Linked DNA regions of Anas platyrhynchos: region 2 is linked to region 1. The links are chromatin contacts, called in public Hi-C maps. All regions are on one chromosome and are shown on one strand. The core of a region is the stretch at or near the end of the contact, and the rest is flanking DNA. Distances in the headings are between cores, read along the strand shown. Region 1 holds the start of KIAA1614 (KIAA1614 ortholog). Region 2 holds the start of XPR1 (xenotropic and polytropic retrovirus receptor 1).

Evidence for each region. Hi-C and Micro-C count contacts between places; a contact is called where the count stands out from the background.
Region 2: a contact with region 1 is called in a Hi-C map of subcutaneous adipose tissue, with 4 times the contacts expected there. The contact joins the promoter of XPR1 here to the promoter of KIAA1614 in region 1. A contact is called at or near these places in 6 of 8 Hi-C or Micro-C datasets (F1 follicle, F5 follicle, liver and 2 more).

The regions. Positions count from the first base shown.
Region 1 is chr8:18,326,195-18,329,294 of IASCAAS_PekinDuck_T2T, forward strand. It overlaps KIAA1614 (KIAA1614 ortholog), which reads right to left and starts at 1,355. Exons shown (of 10, transcript XM_072041875.1): 1 at 1,260-1,355; 2 at 312-824; 3 at 1-16. The coding sequence starts at 1,269. It overlaps XPR1 (xenotropic and polytropic retrovirus receptor 1), which reads right to left. Exons shown (of 15, transcript XM_027462506.3): 15 at 2,321-3,100.
Region 2 is chr8:18,461,556-18,464,494 of IASCAAS_PekinDuck_T2T, forward strand. XPR1 (xenotropic and polytropic retrovirus receptor 1) reads right to left here and starts at 1,451. Exons shown (of 15, transcript XM_027462506.3): 1 at 1,054-1,451. The coding sequence starts at 1,122.

The sequences.
Region 1 (3,100 bases), core at 105-2,604:
TCGCTCGCCAGCACCTCTGGGTTGGGAGGAGAGGGGAAGGTGTCAGTCAGAGCCCCCACCCCACTGAGCTCAGCACCCCGTTCTGGGGCCAATTCCCCAAATTTCAGCTCCTCAGGGATTGGGGCGGGGGTCCCTCAGCCCTGCTTTATTGGGGTAATTTCCCCCCTCCCGACCCTGACGCCTGCATTAGGGCCAGGAGCACGCGCCCCGGCCCGCTCGAAGCCAGCCCCACAGCCTCCCCCCACAGCCTCCCCCTGCCCCCGGAGAGGCGTCGAGGAGGATTTGCTCCCTCCCGGCCCCCCGGCACGCACCCTGCGCCGAGCCGGCCGCCGCCAGCCCCAGCACCTCCTGCAGCAGCCGCCGGTTCCTCTCCACCCTCTCGGCCAAGGAGAGCGGCTCCCAGCCCGCTGCCACCTCGCCGCCATCCGCTGCCGGGGGGGCACAGCCCCGGGACCCCTCCTTGGGGTGCTGCTGGCTGCTCCCCGACACCCTCCGGGTTCCCTGGGGGGGCTCCGGGGGCTCCCCGGCATCCAGCAGCCCGTCGGTCAGGTAGGTGCGGAGCTGAGCCCGCGGCTCCACCACCGTCGCATCCACCCCGGGCTTCCCCCTGCGGGGTCGGGGCTTTTTGGGCGAGGGGCGCTCGGGGGGAGCACCGGTGGTGGTGGTAGTGGGGGGGGTCCCCAGGCGGCTGGTGCCCCGCTTCTCCTTCAGCGCCTTCACCTTGCTCTCCAGGACGGCGTGGGGACCCCCCCGGGGGGGCTCCGGTGATGCCGGGGGTCTGGGGGCTCGCCCCGGCTCAAGGCGCCGGCCCCCCTCCATGTGCCCTGCGGGGAGAAAGAGCCTGAGAGGGCGGCCGGGGCACGGCTCTGCATCCAAAAGGGCACAGAAAGGAGGACACGGCCCCCAGGGAGCCGTGCGGGGGGAGCACCATCACCCGAACGCGATGCCAGCCCCATGGGAGCCCCAAAGCCCCCGCGGCACAAATCCCACTCGAGGCACCTTGCCAGCAGCTCGCCGTGCCCCCGCAGCCCCCCGGGCTCGCACCACTTGGCCTTGGGATCCCAGCGGCCCCCAGACGCTGCCACCCCCTGCACCCCCCAGGACAAGCCCCCAGCGTGGCCATGGGACCCCCCCGGGGCTCCCCGTGTCCCCCGGGTGAGCCGGACCCCGCTGCCACCCCCCGGGCACGGGGAGCATCGGGACGGGGCGAGTGGGGTCCCCGCAGAGCAGTGGCAGCGGGAGGCGAGGGCCGGGCTTACCCCCGAGCATCAGGAGAGGGCCGGGATAGAGGGAGGAGAAGGCGGAAGAGGGGAAGGAAGAAGGGGAGGAAATTAAAAAAAAGGAAAAAAAAAAAAAAAAAAAAGGCAAAGCAGCAAATCCCAGCCCCTTCAGCCCAGCCCCAGCTCCGCTGCTTGGCCGGCCCTGCCTCCTCCTCCTCCTCCTCCTCCTCCTCCTTCTCGCCAAGGCTCCCGGCCAAGCCCCACGCAGCCCCAGCTGCCGGAGCCCGTCCCCGGATAACCGATGGTCCCAAAGGGTGACGCCAAGCCCGGAGCAGTCACGGCCCTCAGGGACGTGGTGGCCCCACGGGGAGGAGAAACCCTACACCCGCACCCCGTGCCGAGGCCCGGGCACCTCATCCTTTGTTTGTCCAGCCTGGGAACGGAGAGCAGGGCTGGGATGCTCCTCACCCCCATCCAAACCCCGCGGTGCTGGAGCATCCCCTGTGAGCATCGCTCCTCTGCGGATGTGCTCCGAGGCCGAACCCCGCTCTGGCCCCGTATTAGCACCCCAAGAGGGCTCACCCTCCTTGCCGGAGCACCAAAACCCCATCCCCATCCCAGAGACGCCCCAAAAACCCACCCCAGGTGGGGCAGGAGCCGGCCCCGTTGGGCACCGCTTACCTGGAGGCAGCGGTGCCGCCGGCCCCACGGGGACCAAGGGGAGCTGCGGGGGCCATGGGCATCCCGGCCCCGCTCCCAGGCCGCCTCTTTAAGCCTCAGCTTTTGATATTCCTGATTGGTTTCATAATCCCGATCAAAAGGAAATGGCCGGGATTATGAAATTGTTTTAATCCCCCCGGCTCCCGCCAGCACGAGCGGCGAGAAATCGCGGTTATCTTCTTAAAACCTCCCCGCCACCCGCCCGGGGCATTTCATTTCCGCCGGCGGCCCTGCCCCTGCCCTGCAAATCTCCTCGGGGCCAAAAACGAACCCCGGGGCTCCGCGTCCCTGCCCTGCCAAGCTCCTGGGGGCCAAAAGCGAGCCCCAGGGCTCCGCGTCCCCGCGCCAGGGCGCACAGAGGGGTGAGACACGAGGCGTCAGACCGTTGGAAAACAAAGAGCTTGTAATAAGGGAAAAAAAAGGACAGATTTCGTAACCAATCACTTTTTCCTTTTAAAAACACAATCACAGTAACTTTGCTTTGATACAACCACCTAGGAACTATGAAACAGTATCACATTGTGCATTATTATTTTTTTTTTTTAAACCTACTTATCAAGAAGGGTATTCCACACTCCAAAAAAATGATATCCATTTGGGAAGGAAAGAGGAGACAGCTAACAGCGCAGTCACAGATACATCATGAGTCCAAGCAAGCGGCAATTTCTTTGTCCTCACCTTTTCCACTTAGCCAAAAAGAAGAGTGGAGAAGGGGATAGCGAAAGAGAAAGGAGGAAAGAAAGAAAGCACCCACAGAGGACTAATCACACTCCATAATTACTTTGGACATCTACAGGTCAGGGCTTCAGAGAGTAACCGTTCGGACCAACACAGCGAAAACGATCCCACGGCCTTTGGGATAAAACAAACCAAGGAAATGCGCGAGGCTGAGCTCGCCCCAACCACGGGGAGGTGGAGGTGAGACGGGGCCGGGGCAGAGCCGAAGGGGGCAGCGGGGAGCTCCGGGTAGCTGAGAATCCCCCGAGGCTGCAAATCCCAACCTGCCACCCCGAAATCCTCACCCCCTGCAAGCCGCGGATCCCTGGCAGGGCGGGCGGGATGGAGAGCAGCAGGGAGCAAAGAGAAAGGAGCGCACAGGGGATCCCCAAAAACCACGGCCCACACCGCAGCATCGCCTCCCCTTCGGTGGGACCATCCCC
Region 2 (2,939 bases), core at 201-2,700, 140 kb after region 1:
CAGGAGCGCAGCCTTCTGCACATCTTTTTCCCCTCCTTGACTTCCCCTCCAGCCCCACCTCTGATCCTTCCCTTCAGACCACATTCAAGTTTTCTGCTCCCAAAAGCAGAAAACAACCCTGAGAGCTCTCACAGAGAAAACCCATCAGAGACCTGATGCAGAATTAGTCTGGCACCGTACTGAGACAATGGGGTCCCTCCTTCGCAAAAACCCATGCGTTACTCAGGCAGCTCGTTCTGCAAACAGCTCAGGATGGATTTGTTCTAAAATAAAATCTGCCTGCACTTTTTAAGCATCTATTCCTTTGCTCTCAGGTAATGGAAAACAAAGGAGTGGTGAAAAGGGAAGATATAAACTTTTAGAGTCCGACAAGAATCACACAGCAAGCTGAGATAAACACGGTTTCCTTGCGAGAGCAGACAGCTTCATAGGGATGTGAGACATAAATCACTATTAGGGTCCCAGAGAGAAAACCCCAGCCCTTGAACGATAACAGGCACCGAGCGTTTTTTTGCCTGGCTCAGCAGGTCAAGCAGCCCGCTGCCGACAGCTCCCCTGGAATCAGCTTTCAGGTTTAATTATTACTCGTGGGGATGACCGGTGCTGCTGGGGAGAGCGTCTCTGAGCCCGGACAGTGCAATAAGCAGCGGTTTCAGCGGGGCTGACAGCCTCCTGAGCACCAGCCCAAAGCCCAAAGCCTTCAGCGGGACGAAGCTCGGGCTGAGGTGTCAGCGCGACCTTCCCACAGCAGGCAGCGGGGGCTGCGGGGGGGCTGGAACCGAGCCCAGCACCCCCTGAAGGAGCTGGGGGAGGCTCGGGGGGAGCCCCCGGTACAACGGGCACCCCGGGAAGGTGCCACCTCGGGGTTATTTCTGCTCCACCCCATGCTCTGCTGACCTTCCCGCTAGGCCGAGAGGGTAGCGGGGAAAACGGAGGAAACTGCGCCCAGCCCCGAGGCCTCCCCCCTCACCCCTCAGGGCCTCCCCCCCCCCTCAGGCCCGCACCCCCCTCCCGGTGCCTCCGCCGGTGGACGCGGGCAGGGGCAGCCCCCACCTCATACTGGATGTACTGCTTCCGCCACTCGGGGGTGATGTGCGCCGCCAGGTGCTCGGCGAACTTCATCCTGCCGCCTCCTCCTCCTCCTCCTCAGTCGCTCCGAGCCTCCTCAGCGGCTCCTGGCCGCCACCGGGCCGCCGCCGCCGCCGCTACTGGGGGGCGGGGGGGGGCCGCCGCCGCCGCACATGGGCCCCCGCCCGCCCTCCCCGCCGCTCCTCAGGCCTCAGGAGCCGCCGCGGGACTTCCTCAGCTCGGCTGGGCTGGGCTGAGCTGGGCTCGGCTCTGCCCCGCTGGGCTCGGCTCAGCGCCGCCCCGCTGCTGCCGCTACCGCCGCTCCCTGCCCCGCTGCCGCCGCCACAGCCGCCGCCGCCATCTTGGCGCCCCTCCGCCCCGCCCCGCCCCGCCCCGCCCCGCCGCCGGCACGGCCGCGTCGCCACGGCAACCGCCCGCCGAGGGGCGGGGCTTAGCGCGAGGGGGCGGGGCTTGGAGCGGCCCCGCCTGCCGCTCGCCTCAGCGCTGGGACCGCCCCCAGGCGCGGGGCGGGAGGGGGGGTTTGGGGGGTTTTTGTCTCAAAAATTGGCCCTGGGGCTGTGTGGGAGCACGGAGCACGGCACCCAGGGGCCGTAGTGGCACCTCGCTGCTCCAACCCCTTCCCATGTGTACCACGACTCTCTCCGTGCTGTTTTGGCCAGGAAAAGATAAAAACACCAGCGTTATTCCCTATTTTTTCACTTTTTTTTCTGATTTTTTTTCGCTTTTTTTGCTTTTTTTCGTTTTTTTTTTTCTTTTTTTTTTTTTGCTTTTTTAAACCGACAAGGCGGGAGTGGGCTCTCCGCCAGCGCAGTCTGGCACTTGCTTTGTGGAGAGCATATAGAAGCGTTTATAAATAGCCTGTTTTTCTTCTCAAAATACATACTTTTAGAGATCCTGCATTGCTGGGGAGAACGAGTCTTCAAAAGAGGCCGGAGAAAAAGAGTACTTCAGAGGGCAAACCACCCGGCAGGACACCGGCTGGCCTCCCAAAAGCTTGGTTGGGCACAAGCCCCGCAGCCCCTAAGCATCACCATGGGCTTCCCACTGCCCCAAAACCCCAAAAAAGATCACAAAACGGAGTATTAGGGGGTTATGGAAATGGGATAGACAAATGTGAGCTACACAAAACGAAGAGCGGCCAGGTTCACATCCCAAAACAAATGTTTTTTCACACAGACATGTCAGGAGATGGGAAAGGAAATGGATGGGGCAGGAGGCTGAGCAAAGCAAGATGGAAACGGAGCTTTTTGATTATATTTTTTTAGCTTCACACCAAACAAAACACTGTCAGTCAAACAAAAATGAGATTTCTCCCGTTATTTGCAACCTCTGGACCACCGGGCGGCCAAGACATTGGCTGCTTCAGGGAGAAGCCATCGGGGCCATTTGTATGCACCGCGGTGCAGGAGCTTCCAGAAGGAGGGAATCAATGTTTTATTGATATCTACAAAAACTATATGGCAGCTGCACTAATTACATGCTTTTCTCCCAGATCCCCTTTGCTGCATGCGAACAAGAGGCCAGCCTGCAGGTAGAACCTGCGAGCACGGCACGCGTGCCTCCAGCCCTCCACCATCGACAGGCGTCTCCCATGGCACAACGAGGCAGCCTTAATTACCCCTTTTCTTTGTCTGCTGTGGAAAAAAAAAAAAAAGGAATGTAAGGAGGGCTTAGCTCGGAAGGTGGTTGCCATATCCCACACAGGCAGCTGAGCATTTTGGAGCCTGGAGGCCATGTCCTCACTGCCTCCGTCCCACCCCAAAGGCTCTGTGGTGCCTTGCACCTTCTCCCATGCCTGCTGCAGGTCGGGTGGGAGGATCAGGCCCTCCGTGCAGTTGCTCCTGAAAGAA